Linked DNA regions of Pan troglodytes: region 2 is linked to region 1. Evidence: chromatin contacts called from public Hi-C data. All regions are on one chromosome and are shown on one strand. Each heading gives the region's core, a stretch centred on a gene start, on an enhancer-like site or on the middle of the called end of the contact. The rest is flanking DNA. Distances are from core to core; before and after follow the strand shown. Region 1 overlaps WDTC1 (WD and tetratricopeptide repeats 1). Region 2 overlaps LOC104006871 (a long non-coding RNA gene).

Evidence for each region. Hi-C and Micro-C count contacts between places; a contact is called where the count stands out from the background.
Region 2: a Hi-C map of induced pluripotent stem cells shows a contact between it and region 1, with 2.8 times the contacts expected there. The contact joins two enhancer-like sites. A contact is called at or near these places in 3 of 7 Hi-C or Micro-C datasets (induced pluripotent stem cells and stem cell-derived neural progenitor cells).

What each region holds. Positions count from the first base shown.
Region 1 is chr1:203,688,647-203,694,171 of NHGRI_mPanTro3-v2.0_pri, reverse strand. WDTC1 (WD and tetratricopeptide repeats 1) reads left to right here. Exons shown (of 16, transcript XM_024357242.3): 12 at 431-604; 13 at 3,722-3,957. Among named protein-coding and RNA genes, the nearest start is that of TMEM222, 22 kb to the right of the region's middle. Within about 2 kb of position 2,166, at least 15 of the 24 cell types and tissues checked have an H3K27ac peak or open chromatin away from gene starts, as enhancers often do. A contact at or near this core is called in induced pluripotent stem cells and stem cell-derived neural progenitor cells, where this site is marked.
Region 2 is chr1:203,929,561-203,934,920 of NHGRI_mPanTro3-v2.0_pri, reverse strand. LOC104006871 (a long non-coding RNA gene) reads left to right here. Exons shown (of 3, transcript XR_008538500.2): 3 at 5,080-5,360. Among named protein-coding and RNA genes, the nearest start is that of TENT5B, 37 kb to the left of the region's middle. Within about 2 kb of position 2,785, at least 2 of the 24 cell types and tissues checked have an H3K27ac peak or open chromatin away from gene starts, as enhancers often do. A contact at or near this core is called in induced pluripotent stem cells and stem cell-derived neural progenitor cells, where this site is marked.

The DNA of each region.
Region 1 (5,525 bases), core at 917-3,416:
TTTCTCTGCCAGCCTCTGTGCTGGGCTTTGGATACAGAGGCGCTCAAATTCCCTAGCCTTGAGAGAAAGAGTTCTCTAGACAGCGATCCACAGGAGGGACTCGGGTGGTCATAAGATTCAGCTCAGCATGGAGGCAGGTGGTATCAGCTACTACCATGCCCAGGAGTTGAAGTACAGCTTCATTTCTGCCCTTCTTCTTTTCACTGGCTGAGAGTATTTGGAATGGTATTTGGAATGGAATTCCAAATGGTATTCCCTATCACAGTAATAGGTAATATCTCAGACCAGGGTAGTGGTCCCCTCTTCCGGATAGCAGTCAGATCCCAGGGGCCAAGAAAATCTGGGTGGCCCTCAGGCCATGTTACAGACTCCCTGAGGGGCTGCTCTGACCTTCTTTGACTGTTCTGACTTGGCTCTATTTCCCCTGCAGCCCCCAAGTAGAGCTACCACCATACCTGGAGCGTGTGAAACAGCAAGCCAATGAGGCTTTTGCCTGCCAGCAGTGGACCCAAGCCATTCAGCTTTACAGCAAGGCTGTGCAGAGGGCCCCTCACAATGCCATGCTTTATGGAAACCGAGCAGCAGCCTACATGAAGCGCAAGTGGTGAGTGGCCACTGCAGAGGGGATCTGGGTCAGGATGAGGGAGAAAGCAGCTGGACCAAAAGGCAGGGGCCTGATGGAGCCAAGTTGCCAAGGCATCCAGGGAAAGTGGCAAGAACATATTGCTGCCTCTTAGGGCTTCTTGGCCTCTCCTTCCCACCTCCAGGCTAATGGTGGGCAGGCATCTGACCCATTAATCAGGAAGTCTCAAGCACTAAGGAAGCTCACAGTTACGTGGAACATGTTCAAAACTAGTTTCTACATGGCATATTATTATAAAGTGCTGTGGCCCCTGGGGAAGTATGAGTTGAGGACTGTTAGTCCCAACTGTTGGAGAATTGGACTTTGAAGAGCAGTGGAATCTTGCTAAGTGGAAATGAGGGGTTTGGTGAATTCAGTTGGTATGTGTCTAAAATATTCTGCAGTCCCTTGCCCCTCTAAGGCTTGCTTTCTGTGTTCTTAGACCCTTTGGACTGAGTACAAACCATATCCCAGAGATCCAAAGCTGGCTATGGGTCACGCTAGGGTATGGTGGCTGGTAATAAAGAAGTAGACCATATCTGAAAGAACTCCTCATCTTTGGAGACCATCAGGGCCCCCAGCCCTACTGCCTGCAGCACCAGCAGGCAAGCAGACATGCAGACCCCGCCCCCCCATCCCCCAGCCAGGGCCAGGACTAGAGATGGATAGAGCTGGGCCCACAGCCATTTCTGCTCCGTCTGGCATCCGTCGGCTCTGCCCAGACAGACAGGCCAGCTGGTGTGCCATCGTCTGGCTGCAACTCGGCAGGCCAGAGAGGGAAACTTAAGAAACCCACCCAAGTCAGCAGGATGGTAATGCTAGGTGGGGGTGGGGAAGATGCTGTCCCCCGGCCTTAGCTAAGGCATCAGGAGTTGGCCAAGGGCTCAGGTGGTAGCCAAACCCAGGAGATGACTGTTTTGGGTGAATCGTGAGTTGATTCACCTCTCTGTCCAACAAACAGTTGGGTAGAACTCAGTGGTCCTCATCCAGGCTGTAGGCTAAGAGCTCAGCTTCACTCCTGCATTCTTGCTAAGAGAGGTTGGTGATTTCCTAATCCATATGTGCCCTCAGCATGTTCTCTGAGCTCCTACTATGTGCTAGGTACTAGGAACACAAAGTTCTATCACTCTGAGTTCCTGTGCTCCAGAGGAGCCTCTCCAGACAGTGGGTAAAGTGGTGGACATAGTTCAGCATTAAAGAGATAGGAAGCAGTGAGTCTTGTGAATGGTCAGGTAAAGGGCTGTGGGCATCAAGAAAAGTTGGGTCGCTTTAGCTGGGGAGCAGGGAAGCATCAGAAAGACATGGCGTCTGAATGGGCTTTAAGTGTAGGCAGGCTTAGACAGGAGATGAAGGAGAGGAGGGGCCTGTGGGGGAAGGACATTCCAGGGAGATGAAATGGTGTGAACAAAGGCGTGGGGGTGGGGGACTGACTGAAGAGCTTGTTTGCAGAACAGCAAATCCATTTGGCTGGAGCAGAGGGTTCGGAAAGGGACTGGCAGGAGATGAGTCTGTGAGGTAGCCTGGGGCCGGCCTAGGGAGAGCTTGGAATGCAGAGCGGTGACGTTGGCCTCGATTCAGTGCATGATGGGCAGCTACTGGAGAGTTCTGAGCAGGAGAGGGATGTGCCGAGGGCTGTCCTTTCAGGGAGATTGATCTGGCAGTGAGTCTAGGAAGGGTGAGCCCTGGGGCCAGCCTGCTCTCTACCCCCATCCCCACATGCCTGCCAGTGACCCCTAGAATGTCACATTCTGTCCTGGGCCAGTCTCCCCAGGGCTGCCATCTGCTCCTGGATGCAGTGGGAGCTGTCACCCTCTGGCTCCTGGCTGGTCTCTGGTCTGGCTCTCCCCAGGAGCTCAGAGGGGCACCTTGCAGGCAGTAATTGGGTTTCCAAACAGTGCCTGCTCCTTCGTCACAGCCACTCATCCTGACGCAGGCCACACCATTGAAGCAGCTCTGTTTCCTGCCTGCCCCCACATGGGCTGAGCTGCTGGTTCCTGGTCTGAGCGTGGCTGCTCCGAGGACTGGGTGCTCCCTCTTAGTGCTGCAGAAGGAGGCTCAGGAAGAACCTTCCCATGTCAGGCCTGCCTTAGCCATGCCGGATTGTTGTGAGCTGTGCCCTTGGAGAAGGGGCCATTAACTCTAAGGGGTGCCTCTTACTGCTGCTTGGCACAGTTGGGTCCTAGGCCTACTCCAGCCCAGCTGAAAAAAAAAAAAAATGGCTTCTGAAGAAGCAGTTCCTGTGGCCTGTCTGGCTCTCCAGACAAGAGGCAAGGACAGGTCTGTGGGTGCTGGGGGAGTATGCTTCCTATATTCTGGCACAGGGTGGGAAAAGGAGGGGCTTCTCTGACCTCCTTTCACTTCCTCTTTCCCCGCTTCCCCATCAAAAGCACTCCCACTTCCCTTCATCCATGCTTCAGGAGGTTGGAGAAGTGAGTGGGGACGATTTGGAGCTCCTGGTGTGCACAACCCCCCTTACCATCAGCTTCCAGAGAGCTGACTCTGCCAGACTGTCAGGCCCCATCCTCCAGCCCCAGGAGGTAGAGGCCACAGCTGCTGTGGATCAGTCAGCCAGGACGGGGGGGGGTCTGGCTGAGGGCTTGCTGCCTGCTGGTCAGACCCTACGTCCCCAGCCTGACACTTCTGGCTTCCCCAGACCACAGAACTGTCCTTGAGGGCCCCCTGCCTTGGATGTGGCTTTGAAGGCCAGCCGGGGGTGATTTGAGAAGGTGGATGGGGGAAGAGAGAAGGAGGGCTTGGGGAGCCTGTGGTGGGCAAGATGCCAGGCCTTCTGCTGCAGAGCTGCGGGTGCCTGGGGTGAGCCAGTGTGCAGTTGCACTCTGTGCCCAGCAGAGGGCAGCCTGACACCAGCTTTTGCCACCCTCAAGACCTCAGGGTTTCCTGGCTTGCTCCTTAACCATACTCTGTCTCCTGATGGGGGAGGCCTGGGCTGAGCCAGGATTCTCTTCGTCCTCAAGTCCCCTTGCCATGAGATCTGTCAGTGGTGGGCTGGGGTGGCCACAGGAAGCAGAGGAGACTGAATGGGGACCCCTTGCTTGCCACGTGGCTCCACCTCCAAGCCACTCTTCCCTGCCTTCCCAGGGATGGTGACCACTATGATGCCCTGAGGGACTGCCTCAAGGCCATCTCCCTAAACCCATGCCACCTGAAGGCACACTTTCGCCTGGCCCGCTGCCTCTTTGAGCTCAAGTATGTGGCTGAAGCCCTGGAGTGCCTGGACGACTTCAAAGGGAAATTTCCGGAGCAGGCCCACAGCAGCGCTTGTGATGCATTGGGCCGCGACATCACAGCTGCCCTCTTCTCTAAAAATGATGGTGGTGAGTGGGCACTGAGGAGGGGGTGCTGTTACTCTTTCTCTTTGAGATGCTGCATGACATTCTGGAGAGGTCATGGTTCTGGGATTGGAGAGGCCTGGGTTCAGATGTTGATTCAGAAACCATGCAACTTTGGGGCAGTTACTTGGTCTCTCTCTCAGAGTGTTTCCTGGTCTGAAAAGGAGGCATGCCAGCACCTCCCACTGAGCGTTTCTATTGAGGATCAGCATGTTTAAATGGCATGTTTAAAGCACCTGGGGGAGTGCCTGGTGCCCAGGATAGGAGGAAGCTGAGCTCAGTCAGGCTCCCGCTAGGCATTCACACCTGCTTAGACAGGGCCCTGGTGGTTCCACTTGGGCATCTGAGAGGCAGAAGCTGGTCATCGTGTTTGTTCCGAGTGTACAAGTGCAGCAGAGACAATAGCGCAGAGCAGTAGAAATGCCTCAGGCTTGGAATGTGGGGCCTCGGTTCCAAATGCAGCTCCACCACGTGACTGTGTGGCCTTGAAGAAAGCACAGCCTCTCTACCTACCTGCACAAAGAGCACGAAGCCCTGCCCAGCTCCCCTCAGTGTGCTGGAGAATGAACTGGGCCATTGGAGTGTGGTCTGTAAACGTGAACGGTGAGCTCATAGGAGGCAGACATGGATCTTCACCTCTCTCCTTTGCAGTTTACCAACCACGTGATAAATTAATTTGTTTAATGAATAGTTATCAGACACCTGCCATGTGCCAGGCACTGTGCTGGGTCCTGGGAATAGAGCTGTGACTAAGTCACGTGGAATTTCTGTGTTTATGGCATTTACAGTCTAGTGAAGGAACCAAGTGATAAAGGAGAAACAAAAAAGTATGACAAGTGCCATGGGGACCTGAATGGTGTGCATGCTGGGAGGGGGTGGGCTTGATGGCATTCTGGGGTTCTTCAGGAAGAAACATTTAAACTAAGATCTAAAGGATCCAAAGGAAGCATTAACTAGATACAAAATATAGCTGTGTGGCCTAGCGCGGTGGCTCACGCTTATAATCCCAGCACTTTGGGAGGCTGATGTGGGAAAATAGCTTGAGCCCAGGAGTTCAATATCAGCTAGGACAACATAGCAAGATCCCATCTCAACAAAAGAAAAATTAAAAAAAAATTAGCCAGGGGTGGTGGCACACACCTGTAGTCCCAGCTCCTCGGGCAGCTGAAGCAGGAGGATCACTTGAGCCCAGGAGGTCAAGGCTACAGTGAGCCATGATCACACCACTGCACTCCAGCCTGGGTGACAGAGCAAAATCCTGTCTCAAACAACAACAACAACAAAATGTAGCTGTGGGAGATGCAGAGCTCCTGGCATATGAACCAGCATGCTCCAAGGCCCTGAAGCAGGTATGAGTGAGTCACTTTTAAGGAACTGAGAAAACTTGTGTGACTTTACCTGTCACTTAACTGATCAGTGACTCTCATTTGGGACCCTAATAACTTGTCTTCCAGAGGGTAAGGGCATGGTCCTTACTGCCCTAAGTGCCATGAATCTGTTTATAAAAGTCACCCAGGCTGGGCTCGGTGGCTCATGCCTGTAATCCCAGCACT
Region 2 (5,360 bases), core at 1,536-4,035, 240 kb before region 1:
CCATGCTGGCCAGGCTGGTCTCGAACTCCTGACCTCAGGTGATACGCCTGCCTCAGCCTCCCAATGTGCCGGGATTACAGGTGTGAGCCACCGCTTCCGGCTTCATTCCCATTTTACAGGTGAGAAAGTGGCTACTGCTCCTCTGGGTCTGTCCTGGTCGTCGGGGAAGGCTGTATCTCTTTGCTATACTCGGCTTTACTCAGGCTAGAGGATGGCTGAAGAGCTGTCCCCAGGCCTCACTGTTTCCCTGGCCTTCCCATAAACTCACATTCATGGAGGACTGCAGCATAAGAAGCACCTCCTATGCGCTTCCCAAGGGCCTGGAAAGTTCTCCAGAATGTAGTGGGAATAACTACAAGCACAGTCCCATCCCAACTCAGCATGCAAGGAGTGCTGGGGTGACCACAGCTCCCTCCTCAGCTGAGACCCTGCCCTGGGGTAGGGGCAGCAGGCCAAGGGGAAGGAGGTGGGCAGGCAGGGTGTGCAGGCCATCATGGTAGTGAGGTCTGCACCGGGGCCAGGGCACACATCTGTCCCACTGGGTGCTGGCTGGGCAGTGTTTCCCTGGCTCCTTGGCTCTTCCCTGTATGCTGGGTGCACAATTGTGGGGCATCAGGGAGAAAACCTTCCTCTTCTAGGTTAGGGTCTCTGCCCTCTGCCCCATGACTGTGACAGCAGCAGGAAAGAAGTCACCACAGTGCTCCTGCGTCTCAGGGATTCCCTAAAAGGAGAATCAGAGAAAAGAGTAGGAGTCCTTGGGAAGCAGATCCTGAGCAGAAAGGTCCCTGGTCTCTGGCCACCTGAGGCCTATAGGCAGTGAGATCTGCTGGGAATGAAGTGGATGGTGGGGTAAATTTGAAGGCAGGTAGGGGAGAAGCAGCACCAGACCCCCAGGGCCCGGACAGGCCTGCAGGCTTCCTGCAGTTTGCACGACCTTGCATCTCCCTTCCTTTCCTGGGAAGCATGTGGTCTGATAGCTTCCAGGATGACAGCTTGTGCTGGGGCCTGGACTTCTCTACTCTGACAGATTCAGACATCTGTCTTAGTTTGTTTTCTGTTGCTTACAACAGAATGCTGAAACTGGGTAATTTCTAAAGGAAATGAATGTATTTTTAAAGTTCTGGAGGCTGGGAAGTCCAAGGTCGAGGGGCCACATCTGGTGGGAGTCTTCTTGCTGGTGGGAGCTCTCTGCAGACTCCTGTGGGAGGGCATGACGTCGCATGGTGAGGGGGTTGAGTGGTGTCCCTCAGTGTCCCTTCCTCTTCTTATAAAGTCCTCAGTCCCACTCCTATAATCACCAATTAACTCATTAATCCATTAACCCATGAGATTAATCCATTCATGAGGGCAGAGCCTTCATGATCCAATCACCTCTTAGAGGTCCTACCTCTCAATATGGCCACACTGGGGATTACATTTCGGCATAGGCTGGGTGCACTGGCTCATGCCTGCAACCCAGCACTTTGAGAGGCCAAGGTGGGCTGATTGCTTGAGCCCAGGAGTTCCAGACCAGTCTGGGCAACATGGTGAAACCCCATCTTGACAAAATATAAAAAAATTAGCCAGGCATGGTGGTATGCACGTGTAGTCCTAGCTACTCCAGGGGCTGAGGTGGGAAGATTGCCTGAGCCCAGGGAGGTTGACGCTGCAGTGAGCCATGACTGTGCCACTGCACTCCAGCCTATGCAACAGAGCAAGGTCCTGTCTCAAATATATATAAGAGCTGGGCGCGGTGGCTCACACCTGTAATCCCAGCACTCTGGGAGGCTGAGGCGGGCGGATCACGAGGTCAGGAGATCGAGACCATCCTGGCTAACACGGTGAAACCCTGTCTCTACTAAATATACAAAAAAAATTAGCCGGGCGTGGTGGCAGGCGCCTGTAGTCCCAGCTCCTCGGGAGGCTGAGGTAGGAGAATGGTGTGAACCCAGGAGGTGGAGCTTGCAGTGAGCCGAGATCGCGCCACTGCACTCCAGCCTGGGCGACAGAGCGAGACTCCATCTCAAAAAAAAAAAAAAAAAAATATATATATATATATACACACACACACACATATGTATATATATACACACATATATGTATATATATACACACATATATGTATATATATATACACACACACATATATAAAAGAAAAAAGTATTTCAACATGAGTTTTGGTGGAGACAAACAGTCCAACCACAACAATATCCCAGAGTTATTCCATCAGGATGGGTCCCTGGGGGTTTTGTAAAGGCAGTATTTCATTTCCTCAGATGTACTGTGAGAAACTGCTGGAATTTCTGGTTTGGGGAAGGCTGAGCCCCTCAGAGGTCTAGATGAGATTTTTTGGTTTCTTCCTTTGCTGGGAAAAACGGATCAGGATGGCCTCGTTTAGACTCTCAGACACTCTGGGATCCTTGGACTTCCCTCAGGAGAAGAAAAGTTGGACCTTCTACCACCAATAGGAAGGGCACTCAGAAATCCTGGTGATATGGCTCTGATGAGTGGAGGAACACCAGGGTCCTTGGTTCTCATGCTGGTTTAGATAAAACGACACAGACACATGTAGAGTTGTTTTAAGGAGTGGAAAGTTTAATAGGCAAGAAGGGAGAAGGCAGAAAGAAGAAGCTCCCCCATACAGAGACAGAGAGAGGAGGGCTCCAAAGCCGAGAGAGGGAACCCCAAGTGGGGTGCAAACCAGCCGGGTATATATACAGAGGCTGGAGGAGGCGGTGTCTGATTTGCATAGGGCTCAGGGGATTGGTTTGACCAGGCCTGTCATTCACTTAGCCCGCAAAAAAGCTGGCCCTCCCACCCTAGCCTTTTAATATGCAAATGCAGGGTGCCAGGATGTTTTACACACGTGGGGATATGTGGGGGCAGCCATGTTGCCAGGAACATGTGGGGCAAGAGCAAGAAGGCTGCAGGAATTGCCATGTTGGGTGGACCCAGTTTCTAATGACCTGCATTTGCATATTAAAGGCTTTTCTGGAGATGCTTTAAAAAACAAAAACTTTCCAAGGACTCCTTTTCCTCTCCATCTGCCTAAAATAATTTCTTAATAACTCCTACAACACTAGTATTCTGAATATCAGAGGAACTGTGGATTTAATTTGGCTGTCATGCTGATGAAGCAGGGTGCACCTGAGAGGGCCAGGAATGTTAGCAGCCGTGTCCTACGGCGTGGGCTCCCTCCCTCCGTTTCCAAAGGGAAACAGGATACAGGAGAAGGTGGAGGGCTCTGCACAGCTGCCTTTGGTGCCTGAAGTCCCACTGAGGCAAATCTGGGCCACACAGCCTCACTCCATTACCGCCTTTACGAGTGATTTCTGGAGATATTCCAAGCCCAGCACATTCTTATCCTCAGGTATTTTAGAGATCTATTCCTAGGGCACAAATCATCCCCAAATTTAGCAGCTTAAAACAATATACATTTGGCCAGGCATGATGGCTCACGCCTGTAATCCCACCACTTTGGGAGGCCAAGGCGGGCGGATCACCTGAGGTCAGGAGTTTGAGATCAGCCTGACCAACATGGAGAAACCCCGTCTCTACTAAAAATACAAAAAATTAGCCGGGTGTGGTGGTGCATGCCTGTAATTCCAGCTATTCGGGAGGCTGGGGCAGGAGAATCATTTGAACCTGGGAGGCGGAGGTTGCAGTGAGCCGAGATTGTGCCCTTGTACGCCAGCCTGGGCAACAAGAGTGAAACGCCGTCTCAACAACAACAACAACAACAACAACAAAAACCCCAAAACCAATATACATTTGTATACATTTATCCTCTCACTGAGCTTCTGAGGGTCAGGAATCCAGGAGCAGCTTAGCTGGGTGGCCCTGACTCAGGGTCTCTCTTGAAGTTGTGGTCAAGATGTCAGCTGGGACTGGGCGTGGTGGCTCACGCCTGTAATCCCAGCACTTTGGGAGGCCGAGGCGGGCAGATCATATGAGGTCAGGAGTTTGAGACCAGCCTGGACAACATGGTGAAACACCGTCTCAACTAAAAATACAAAAATTAGCCAGGCATGGTGGCACGCACCTGTAATTCCAGCTACTCGGGAGGCTGAGGCAGGAGAATTATTTGAACCCAGGAGGCAGAGGTTGCAGTGAGCCAAGATCGCGCCATTACACTCCAGCCTGGGTGACACAGCAAGAGTCCATCTCAAAAAAAAAAAGATGTCAGCTGGGATGACTGAGTCCTGAAGGCCTGACTGGGGCTGGAGGATCTGCTCCCAAGGCAGCTCACATAGTTGGCAAGTTGGTGCTGATTGATGACAGGCGGCCTTGGTTCCTCACGCATGGGCTTCTCCACAGGGCTGCTTGTACATCCTCACAACATGGTGGCTGCCCTCCCCAAGAGGAAGCGTTCCAACATGGCAGGGTTGAAGCCACCAATCTCTTTTATGGCCTAGCCTTGAAAATCACACGCTATCACTCCTGCTGTACTCCCTTGGTCACCCAGGCCAACCCTATTTAATGTGAGAGAAGACCACACAAGGTTGTAACTAGCAGGAGGTAGGGGTTGCTGGGGCCATCTTGGAGGCTGGCTACCTCACCAGCCTTTGGGTTAATCTTCAGGTAAATCTTCAAACTTTATACTTAGTGGTTCCCATGCCTCCGAGAACTATCTAAGAGAACCCATGTATGCCTGAGGTTGCAATTTTTTGAATTTTTGCAATGAGACCTTGGCAGTGCCCTTGAGCAGTAGGATATAAATAACTCTCACATGCTTAGTGTTCCAATAATGGAACACTAGGCATAAATGGGTTTAAGCATCTTCTATCCATGAGGGGCTCTGTGTCTGAAGAAGGATGAGGAAGATGCCCCGTGCAGGCCCCACCAACTTCCCAGTGGCTCACTTCCTGCTTTGCCCCTCACTCACTGGCACTTTCTGTGTTTCAGCAGCCTGTTCTGGCCATAGCAAAAAGGGGTCCTCCAGCGACTGCCACAGCTGTTCCAACAACAGCCTCAGCCTTTGGCATTTCATGGTTTCCTCAGGAAACTGACTAGATGAGCCCATTTCTTAGGGACAGCCCAGTTTAAGACCACAGGGACAACCTTGAACCCACTAACTCTATCCTCATCTCACTCTACCAGCCAGCTACAGTGAAGGTTCTTCTGGAGGCCAGTGACAGAAGCCAACTCAGCCAAAAGTGGAATCCAAGGCCGGGCACGGTGGCTCACGCCTGTAATCCTAGCACTTTGGGAGGCCGAAGTGGGCGTATTACCTGAGCTCAAGAGTTCAAGACCAGCCTGAGCAACACGGCGAAAACCCGTCTCTACTAAAATACAAAAAATTAGCCGGGCGTGGCGGCATGCGCCTGTAGTCCCAGCTGCCTCGCCTGTAGTCCCAGCTACTTGGGAGGCTGAGGCAGAAG